2 separate regions of the Xenopus laevis genome follow, and region 1 is linked to region 2. Evidence: chromatin contacts called from public Hi-C data. All regions are on one chromosome and are shown on one strand. The core of a region is the stretch at or near the end of the contact, and the rest is flanking DNA. Distances in the headings are between cores, read along the strand shown. Region 1 holds the start of rps27a.S (ribosomal protein S27a S homeolog). Region 2 has its middle 38 kb from the start of rtn4.S.

Region 1 (5,956 bases), core at 701-3,200, 81 kb after region 2:
CATAAAATAGTTGTAAGTCTTGTGACTGTTTGCTTTGGCGTTATAAAACTTCATGTTTTGTTCCTTTGTTTTTACTACAGAGATTGACAGCCGTGCAGCTTATGAGACTCAGGGGCAAATTCACTAAACCCCAAAGCGCCTCACGCTAGCGCGAATACGCCAGCGTATCGCATTTTCATTAATTCGCCGATTCACTAACGAATGCTGGCGTAAATTCGCTAGTGTTACTTCGCACCCTTACGCCTGGCGAATTTGCGCAACAGACGAGACGTAACTACGCAAATTCACTAATGCGTGAATGATTCTGAACGCTACCTTTTACGCCAGACTTCCTTCGCCACCTCAGACCAGGCGAAGTGCAATAGAGTAGATAGGGATTTGCTTCCCAATAAACGATGGCGTTTTTTCATTTTTTATGGGTGATAGGCTGAAAAAGATCGAAATTTTTTTGGGGCTCCCCTCCTTCCCCCCTACATTTCCTAACTCATGGCAACTTAACTATACAGTGGGCACATGTGTAGGGCAAAATAAAAATCGTATTTGCTGTTTTGAAGGTTTCCCAGGCTTGTGTAGTGCTGCTACATATACCTCCATTGTAACTTCAATTTGGCGCCGTATGCAAATTAACCATCGCTAGCGTAACTTCGCTTTGCTTGTCGAATTAACGCTAGCGCAACTTCGCAACCTTACGCTACCCCTGAGCGCAACTTCGGATTGTAGTGAATTTGCATAGCGCTGGTGAAAATACGCCTGGCGAAGTGGACGCTGGCGCAATAACAAATCTTAGTGAATGTCCCACTCAGTGTCTAGTGGAGTCTGAAGCAACTGCACTTTCTGAGTTTTCTCATCCAGTCCAGTTGCTTTAGACTTGTTCAGGGCTAGGGGGGGTAGGCTGAGTAGGCACGTGGCTAGGGTGCAAAGTTTGGGGGGCGCAAGGCACGTACTACCTCTGCCTGCTACCCCTAGTCCGGTCCCCCCTACTTTGCTGACTGTCCACTTCCACATCGATTTGCCAAATTCGTGTCAACTGGCGCATACGCACGAGCATCCAACAGATTCCAATAGAAGCTCAGGTACTTGCCAGCCCTGCCCTCAGGTGCCTCCAGGCAGTGGCGGAACTACCGGGGGGAGCAGGGGGTGCGAGCGGGCCAGGGCCCACACCCCCTCAGGGCCCCCCGGCAGCTCACCCGCCACTGTCAAATGCAGCCAAATGTGGCCGAACGGAGGGGGGGCGGGGCCCCGGGGCCCAGCTGCGCATCACGCACCAGGGCCCGCCCCCCTCTAGTGACGCTACTGCCTCCAGGTCCAGACTGAGAATTAAAGTAGGCCCTGGCATTTCAGGTACACAGAGGCCCAATCAGCCCACTAAATACTGACTTTCTATGGGACCTTATAGCAGCCCCTCTGGCATTTGGCAGAACCCACAGATTGCCAGTCCGGGCGTGGGTAGCTCCCAGCCCCACCCTCAAGTGCCTCCCAGACCAACCCTAAGGTACTTCCCAGCCCCGCCCTCAGGTGCCTCCCAGCCAGGATGTATGCGTTCCATTTTGTTACTAAGGCCGTTACCAAGGGGCGGGGCGCCTGCTCAATGGGCGTGCCTGTTAGCTTGGCCCTCAATTTTACACAAAACAACACAATCAGATAAAAAAAAAACGTATTCAATGCATGGGTTCAGACACTATTTATAAAAAACGGTGCATTGGTTAAATACGAATTTCATACACATTAAAAAAAACCTATAAGCCACATAATTTGACAGATACTTCAAATCCCAGAATGCCGCGCGGTTCCGAGGGTCCTCGCTCCTAAATGGAACATTTTAACAGGCGTAAATCGCGTAATTAATTTTCTCAGCAGCCGGCAATATCTACTAGTGGCTCTGTGTGACCTTCCCAACCCAACGGAACCGGTATTTATGGAAAGTGTATTGCACAGGCAACGCGGCGGCCACCTCTCTACGCCCACAACCCCCCTGCGCCTGAGCCAGGAAAACCCCGTGCGGCCGGAAGGAGGTCCTCTCTCTCTAGGATCCGCCATTAGCAGGAGGTGAGTGTGGCGGCCGCTCTCCGGAGTCAGGGGAATAAAAGGCGTAGGATGGAGGCTTTGCTGCCGCTGGGAATGATGTCTACGTGCTGTTTAATGTGCCCTTCTCTTCCATGGCAGGTGCATCGGGCCTCATCATGCAGATCTTCGTGAAAACCCTCACGGGGAAGACCATCACCCTCGAGGTACGTGCGGAGCCGCGTTGGTGGGGAGACACTGGGACATGTGCCGGGGCTGCTGTTGTGGTGTCACTAAGATGTGACTCTCGTACAGACCCCACAATCCACCCGTGTGTGTGCGCTGTGCATGCCGGGAGACTGGCTAATACGTCTCATTCTCCTTGGGCAGCAGCCTCTCTCTCATCCATGCTGTTGCACTTGGGGCTGCCATGTGAGCTCCCTGTCTGTCTCTGCACTTCTCTCTCTCTCTTTCTCTCCACTTCTCTCTCTGCCTTCCTTTCACTCTCATCCATAAAACAAAATGATGGAGACAAGTGAAATCATTGCCCAGAATTGTCTGAGTAATTTCCTATGAGGCATGAAACGCGTTGGTTCACCTTTAAATTAACTTTTAGTATGTTATATGCCTCATTCTAAGCAACTTTTCAGTTGGTCTTCATGATGTAATTTCTTATAGTTTTTAATTTGCTGCCATTTTCTAGCTCTCTCCAGTTTTCAAACCCCTTCTAAAAAACAAATACCCTGTAAGGCTTAACGTTTAATAAATAGTAATGGTAATAAAAAATGAAAACCAATTGCAAATAGTCTCAGAATATTTCTCTACATCATATTAATAGTTAATCTGAAGGGAACAACCCCTTTAATAAAATGGATTTAGCCTCTGTATTACACTCACTACTGTCTGACTTCTCCTGCCTCTCACTTACCTGCTAATTCCCCCCACACTGATCTCCATGTACTGAGCCAGCAAGGACTTATTATTTATCTACATCTGTAGCCCCCAGAGCAGAACCCCCTACACTCCTCTCTCCACTAGTCTCTTCCCTACATTGGGGGACACGGGCACCAGTAGGATCTACATCCCCATGAGGAATGTGTCCCCCCCCCCAATGTAGGACAAGAGACAAAGATTTAACTGTATTAAAAAAATCTCTATTCCTTTACCAAACACATGTTACCATTTAGCTCTGTGGGTGCCACTGTTAGCCAGCACCATACACAAGGGAATATTTGTAAAAGTGGTTAAAGTGGTTGTTCACCTTTAAATGAATGGTTAGTATGATGTATAGGGATATTCTGAGACAATTTGCAATTGATTTTTGTCATATCAGCAATCTGGTTGCTAGGGTCCAAATTACCCTAGCAGCCTGGAATAGAAGAGGCCTGAAAAAGACGATTGATTAAAAAAAAAAAAAGTAGCAATGACAATACATTTGTAGCCATGTTTTTTAGATGGGGTCAGTGACCCCCGATTTGAAAGCTGGAAAGATTCAGACAAGACAAACTATAAAAATTAATGAAGAGCAATACAAGCTCTGAAAAGGCTGCTTAAAACTGGCCATTCTGTAACTTACTGAAAGTTATTCTCTTAAAGGGGTTGTTCGCCTTTATGATAAGTACCTGGCAGGGTTTGTGACAACACAGGCTTATCTGGGGGTGGGCGGGTTAAGGTACGTTTTCGGCGCAATCCAACGCGCTGCGACAAATCACCTGCGATGGAAATAAGGTAAGTGAATGCATTGTCTGACGAAGTCGCAGCATTGATCCGGCGCGACTGTCTGCAGACAGTCGCGTCGGATCAATGCTGCGACTTCGTCAGACAATGCATTCACTTACCTTATTTCCATCGCATGCAATTAGTCTCCAGCGTTTTGTCGCATTGCGTTGGATCGCACCGAAAATGCCTGTAGTCCTACCCCTACACCCTGTTTTTGTGTGTTAATGGGTTTTGTACTGTGAATTCCGGCACTGACTGTATTTAATCTATAGAATTTAATAACTGTACATGATTTATTCATGGACCCCATGTTACACGTTGGAAATCAGAGGGGTATGAACTCCCAGGGCAGCGAATAAAGAAGCTGCTTTTATTATGCAGTGTGTGAAAGCTTTCTGCATTATGTGCCATAGGGATACTTTGTATCAGACATTTTATTTGATTCTTACTTCCCCTTGAGCTCAGTGACACATTTTGTACATCGTGGGACCACTACTATTTCCTGACTTTCTTCTACCGCTGTCTCTCCATTAGATGTTTAATACTACTTTGTTTTCCCCTACAGGTTGAGCCTTCTGATACTATAGAAAATGTCAAGGCTAAGATTCAGGATAAGGAAGGTACGATGAGCCATTTACACCAGTTCCATTCTAGTGTTTATTTTTAAAGATGTGTTTATTTTTTTGGTTGGCCTTTAAATGGTTCTAATTGCATTGCAACACTGACTAATATTCATTCAGTGCACTTGTGGCTAATCTATAATATCACATTTTGGCCAGTAAAAGAAAATCTAAGCAACAGTAAATGTTTAACTGGACATTTTAGTTAAATTAGAAAATACTCTAATAAAAATTTGCTTTAATAGTGCAAAATTAGAAATTGATTTATGCTAACATTTTTTTTTTATTCATGTCTCTGCTTTTGGCTTGAGCAATTCTGCATATTAAAGGGGTTGTTCACCTTCAAACAACTCGTTTTCAGCTAGATCACCAGAAATAACGACTTGTTCCAATTATTTTTAGTGTCACCGTTTTTTTCAAATATTGAAGTGTAATTTTTCACCTTCTAAAGCAGCTCTGGGGGGGGGGTCGCTGACCCTGTAAACTGTTCTAAATTGATACATTTAGCTGGTACACTTCTTATCTTTGTCCCTGCTGAGCAGAATCTCTGGGTTTCATTACAGGCAGATGTTAGAATTGATACAATAGTTGCTAATACTCCAGAGATGCTGCTGAGAAATGTATCAACTAAATGTTGCAAAATTGTAAGTTTAGAGTCTGCTCCTGAATTACTGAGCTGCCACATTCAAACACCAGACACGAACATTCAACTTTAAACTTAAATTCTGGAAAAATGGTAAAAAAATAATGGAAAGTAATTGAAAAACGTCTTTATTTCTGGGAAAAAATCTGAAAACAATTGAACTCAAAAAAAAAATGTTTAGAAGTCGAACAACCCCTTTAATTAACCCAGGTTGCTGCTTATGCCAGATATTTAATTACAAGTGTGAGAACACAAACAGCTAAACTTTTTTTCAGTTTTTTCTGCTGCTTACACTGTTCTTTCTACTGATTTTCTATTCTGTGACCTAACATGGCAATCTGTGTGCTCCTAGGTATTCCTCCTGATCAGCAGAGGTTGATCTTTGCTGGGAAACAGCTGGAAGATGGCCGCACTCTCTCTGACTACAACATCCAGAAGGTATGACTTTGCTACACGTAGAAAATATAAAGCTGCAGTACTTTGCCGAACCCACATCTTAACTGTAGTGGGCAGCTTCTAATGGGACATAAATGGGATATGACCTACACATTTATTTAGTAAGGCTGTGTAGCTGCATCTCAATCAACCCCCTTCAATGCATTTATTCCCTGGGATGGGGAGCAGCCTCACTATATAACCAGCAATGCCTTAAAGGGCTTGTTCCCCTTTAAATTAACTGTTAGTATGATATAGACCAATGATCCCCAACCAGTAGCTCGTGAGCAACATGCTGCTCCCCAACCCCTTGGATGTTGCTCCCAGTGGCCTCAAAGCAGGGGCTTATTTTTTAATTCCAAGCTTGGGAGCAAGTTTTGGCTGTATAAAAACCAGATGCAGTGCCAAACAGAGCCTCAATGTAGGTTGACAATCCAAATAGGGGCTACTAAATGGCCAATCACAGCCCTTATTTGGCACCCAGGAACATTTTTCATGCTTGTGTTGCTCCCCGACTCCTTTTTCTTCTGAATATAGC
Region 2 (5,484 bases), core at 1,011-3,510:
TGGCATCACGGTTCCATTTTACCAATATATCAAATATCTTTATAAAAGTCCCAATTCTCAAATAGTCTTTGGGATGCAATGTCACCACGATTTGAAATATTCAAAGGGACCAGGCAAGGCTGCCCCTTATCGCCTCTATTTTTCATTATCTCACTAGAACAGTTCATACGATTTCTAGACTTGTAGAACTGTTCATACGATTTATACAGTGTCCTGAAAATAAACCCATCAACCCCATCTGTGTGTGTAATTGCGGATCAGAAAAGTTCTCATGGATATATATTGGAGCCCAGTCTGTCCTGACCTAGGCAGGAGGCACCGCAAATTATAGTGTATCTGCTCAGACATATAACGAGACACAGGACTTCTGTAGCCCCAAAACAAGGAAATCGGTGCAGAATGTCCTTGAGTAGCAGAATAAGGTTACAATGATCCTGCAAGTAATTATTATATTAATATGAGATTTGATATGAAAGAGAAACAAAGCAGGGATTGTGAGTGGAGCTTTGAGGTGGCAGAACTATTCAGCCAGTTACATGAGACCTGAAATACACTAAGCAGCCACTAGATGGCGCAAACATCCCACCTTTAAGCCTAGAGATAAAGGAACTTTATTAATTAGGTTATCTGTATCATATCTATTTGTCTGCGGCAGCTGCTGGGAGTAGTAAGGTTCCTAGTCACAAATAAAAGAACATACAGTATTATGATGAGCACAACTGTCTCCTTTGCTTTGCAAGTCAGCAAATTAACCTCAGCAATATCTCTATATCCCATCAAGGGATCAAGCTGATTACTGAGCAGCCCCCAGTATCCATATCCCATATCCCTGCAGCTCAGCTCTATCCCAGCACCCCTTGGTATCAACACCATGACCTTTGCCTTTTGCTCTATGTTAAATCAGACCAATGGCATCAGTCCCCAAATTAACTTTTCCACCAAATAAATTTACCAGCCAGACTGTGGCAGCCCTAAATGAAAATCTACAGAAGATCAGTCTGCACAGGTTGGCATCTCTATAATGACAGCCATAGGTCCCTCTGTCCTCTAATGTTGATATTCCAAAAAATATAGTTTGGAATAAATATAAAAATTTTGTTCATTTGGTCATTGTCGCTTCTTGTAAATCCATCTTTCTATATTGGATCCAAGAAACTTCCCCAGATTTAAAGGTTGTACTGTCTTACCTTAAATCTCTCTGCATTGATGAAGCAATAGGTTTTTGGTATGGTAATTTAGGTCTTAGAGAAAATTTTCTTAAACTTTGGTCTCCCCTTTTTAATATTCTGAAGTCGGAAGATAGAACTTACATAGAAAGATTTATGTATAATTCAGATGAAAATTCTTCTTTCTCTGCTCATTGAAGCTCTAAGATTGACTGAGGATGTGATCATTTTTGTTTTTATTTGGGTAAATATTTTGTTATATTTTGTTGATAGAGAGGAAGGTTTATCTTATCTTATTTTATATAATTTTTATATAATTATTTGATGTTTTGTTAATTTATTATTGCATACTATTTATTTTCTTATTTTGCAATTGACAATTATTATTACTTTGTTGCTCCTTGTTCTTTTTGTTTATTCAAAAATGTCAATAAAAACAATTGAAAAGAATATTCTGCTTTACCCCACTGGGTGCAAGAGTCATTATAGTACAGTGAGAGCAAATGATTGGATCTAATCTCATAATACGGTCATTGAGGACATTTAGCTGTGATGTAAAATCTATTTCCTTTAGAGAAGTTGCGGTGGAATTCAGGAGGGACCTGCACTCGTCACTGTGACATGAGACTGATGCTGTTGTTTGTGTCTGTCGTAAAACAGAAGGAAACGGTAGCCATCGGCATGAGGAACAAGCGCTACTTTGGTTATTTGGCCCATGTGACCAATGTGAGCTATTCCCATAATGACAAGTATAATCACTGTATGTGAGGTTAATACAGGGGCTTATAATGATGATTGTGAGTTTAGGTGCATATAAACCTCTGGTGTAGACTCCTAGTAGTTCTACTCAGGGTTATGTCTGTATATGAGCCTCTGCTGTTACTGGTAGTGGCTTTCACTTTGCCGGAGCAGAGGGGAGCAGTTCTAATACTGTTTGGGATGTTCTGGGGATTATTACATCAATGTGTCATTAGACACTCGCACCTTTTAGCCACAAGGTGGTGCTGCTGTACCACTCACAGTGTTAGAGGACTGATATAACTGGGGGAACAGGAATCTACAGAAACAGCTGAATGGATTCAGTAACTCCCCCTGGAGCTTCTGCACAGGTCTCTGTGGAATTCAGGGACAAGTACCCCCCCTCTTAACTCATTCACCGCCAGTTCCTTTAGCTTCATGTGTCACCACTTAGTGTTGTACTGGGGCACCTGTGGTTGCTTACCAATTGTATGAAATTGGCTAGATATTGTATAGAATTGGCTAGATATTGTATAGAATTGGCTAGATATTGTATGAAATTGGCTAGATATTGTATGAAATTGGCTAGATATTGTATGAAATTGGCTAGATATTGTATAGAATTGGCTAGATATTGTATGAAATTGGCTAGATATTGTATGAAATTGGTAAAGATATTGTATGAAATTGGTAAAGATATTGTATGGAATTGGCTATTGTATGGAATTGGCTAGATATTGTATGGGGTTGCCTTCACCGTGTTAAATGCAAAATTGCCTGCAGCAATGCACTTGCAGCGCTTTGATTTCTGAAGTCGCCCGGTTTCCTCGTGAGGCAACTTTGGAAATCGAAGCGCAGCGAGTGCCATTGCGCTGGCGTTTTCTCATTATAGCAGGCAGAAGGCAGTTCGGCGATTATAATAATATACTTTACTAGTAGTATGTGCCATTGGGTAATCCTAAATAGAAAATTGCCATTTTAAAAAATAAGGGCCGCCCCCTGAGATCGTAGGATTCACTGTACTCACAAACATACCAACAAACCATACATGTTAGGTCACATGAGCCAATTAACAGACAGAGTTGTGTCTTTTGCTTCCACACTTCTTCCTGTTACAGTTAGAGTTGTAGCATTTCTGGTCAGGTGATCTCTGAGGCAGCACACAGACCATCACGAAATGGTGGCTCAAGGCAAGAGATGTAAAAGGGCAATATTTACTTAAATATATAGACCAGTTTGAGAAGATTCTTATGCCACTTGATTTAATATAAACTTATCTGTTGCTCAAGTATTCATTTTGGGGGTATAGTTTTCCTTTAACACCTTCAGCTGGTCGCATTTTTTTTCTTTTCACGTTAACAGTGCACCTCTAGTGTTGGTGGGTACCCAGGGTCACCCTTTATGGTGAGGTTGTAGAATCTGCTCCACGGATTGTAGATGTGACTCAGGATAAAGGGACATGGTGATTTGGGGGTTAATGTGGGAGATGCCATAGGGCAGTGACACAAGTACCATACTGTATAGGACACCACAAATTGGGTATAAGATTTAGGGATGCACCAAATCCACTATTTGGGATCCAGCCGAAAACTGAACCAAATCCTAATTTGCAAATTAGAAGTGGGAAAGGAAAAAGTGGAAATAGAATGTTTTACTTCCTTGTTTTGAGATGAAAAGTCACATGATTTCCCTTCCCGCACCTGATTTACTGTACATACGCAAATTAGTATTCGGTTCAACCACACACAAGGGTTTCGGCCAAACCCGGATCCTGCTGGAAAAGGCCGAATCCCAAACTGAATCCTGGATTCAGTGCATCCCTAATAAAACAATTTTTAGCCATTCGTTGTGCAGATTTGGAATTTCATTTCATGTTGAATAAGAGGTGATACATTTGGCAGAATGTGACGCTTCTGATTTATTTCTATTGAAACACAAACAGCCTGTTAATATCAGCCCAGTGTATTCAGACTCCTGAATGTCTCCTTAATGGGGTTGTTCCACTTCTAATGAACCGTCAGTATGATGTACCGAGGGATATTCTGAGACTATTTGCAATTGGTTTTTCATTTTATTATTATTTGTGGCGTTTGGGTTATTGAGCTTTTTATTCTGCTGCTCTCCAGTTTGCAATTTCAGCCATCAGGTTGCTAGGGCCCGAATGACCCTAGCAACCATGCACTGATTTGTATAAGAGACTGGAATATGAATAGGAGAGACCTGAATAGAAAGATGAATAAAAAGTAGCAATATCTATACATTTGTAGCCTTACAGAGCATTTGTTTTTTAGATGGGGGCTTATATTTAATGTCCTATAAACATCACACCCCCCAATCACATGGACCCACATGTGGTTTATCTGCCCCCCCCCCCTACAAACTCAAGTGCCCATGATACAGGGGAAGAGACTGAAGCTGAATTGGTCAGTGTATAGAGTTGCACATTTCAGTAGGGCTACCAGATCCCACGTTGCCCCCTGCCAGGGAATAAAGCCACTTTCTATTGACCTTCCCCAGGTGTCAGTACAGTCTGTACAGTAGTGGAACGAGTATTTACTCACTGCCCAGGGACACACTATTTTCCTACACATTATTTATCCCCAAAAACAAACCAACCCAACATATTCTCCCTTTCCCTTTAAAGGATAAGTAAACCTTAAAAATAAATGAATGAGGGGCTATACTAAGCACTTTTGCAATTTACATTCATTATTTATTCCAATACCTTCCAAACACTTTTTTTTCAGTTCAGTTGGTTCCAGGTTGTTCCCTAGAAATAAAGACTTTTTTCAATTACTTTCCATTATTTATTTTTTACTGTTTTTCCAACATCTAAGTTTAAAGGTGAATGTTTGTCTCTGGTGTTTGAGTCTGGCAGCTCAGTAATTCAGGTGCAGATTCTGAACTGTTACAATTTTGTAACATTTAGTTGATACATTTCTCAGCAGCATCTCTGGAGTATTAGCAACTATTGTATCAATTCTAACAGCTGCCTGTAATGAAACTCAGGGATTCTGCTCAGCAGGGACAAAGATAAGAAATGTATCAACTAAATGTATCCATTTAGAACAGTTTACAGGGTCGCCGACCACCCCACCTCACAAAGCGGTTTTAGAAGGTGAAAAACGACACTTTACACTTCAATATTAGAAAATAGAAAGTCATTGGAAAAAGTCATTATTTCTGGTGATCTGTCTGAAAACAACTAGTTGTTTGAAAGTGAACTACCCCTTTAATATAAATGAATTTTGTTACAACAGCTCCACCTGCTGGTCAGTTTCCCACCAGTCTGACCACCAAGTAGTCAAGGAAGTTTCAGGAGAAAGAAAGAGGCTGCTCTGATGTTCTTCTGCTTAGGAATAAAATTAAAAAACCTTTCTCAAATCTTTCCTAAGCAGAAGAACATCAGAGCAGCCTCTTTCTTTCTCCTGACAACTTCCTTGACTACTTGGTGGTCAGACTGGTGGGAAACTGACCAGCAGGTGGCGCTGTTGTATCAACATTCATTCATATTAACAGTACATGTATTCCTTAATATCTTGGAATAAAACCAAAATAATGAATGTACATTGCAAAAGTG

The links. Hi-C and Micro-C count contacts between places; a contact is called where the count stands out from the background.
Region 1: a contact with region 2 is called in a Hi-C map of the XL177 cell line, with 3 times the contacts expected there. The contact joins the promoter of rps27a.S here to the enhancer-like site in region 2. A contact is called at or near these places in 2 of 4 Hi-C or Micro-C datasets (the XL177 cell line and the XTC cell line).

Annotation. Positions count from the first base shown.
Region 1 is chr5S:25,272,545-25,278,500 of Xenopus_laevis_v10.1, forward strand. rps27a.S (ribosomal protein S27a S homeolog) reads left to right here and starts at 1,951. Exons shown (of 6, transcript NM_001092596.1): 1 at 1,951-2,046; 2 at 2,164-2,228; 3 at 4,286-4,340; 4 at 5,336-5,421. The coding sequence starts at 2,181.
Region 2 is chr5S:25,190,916-25,196,399 of Xenopus_laevis_v10.1, forward strand. No RefSeq gene overlaps it. Among protein-coding and RNA genes, the nearest start is that of rtn4.S, 38 kb to the right of the region's middle. Within about 2 kb of position 2,261, at least 1 of the 7 cell types and tissues checked has an H3K27ac peak or open chromatin away from gene starts, as enhancers often do.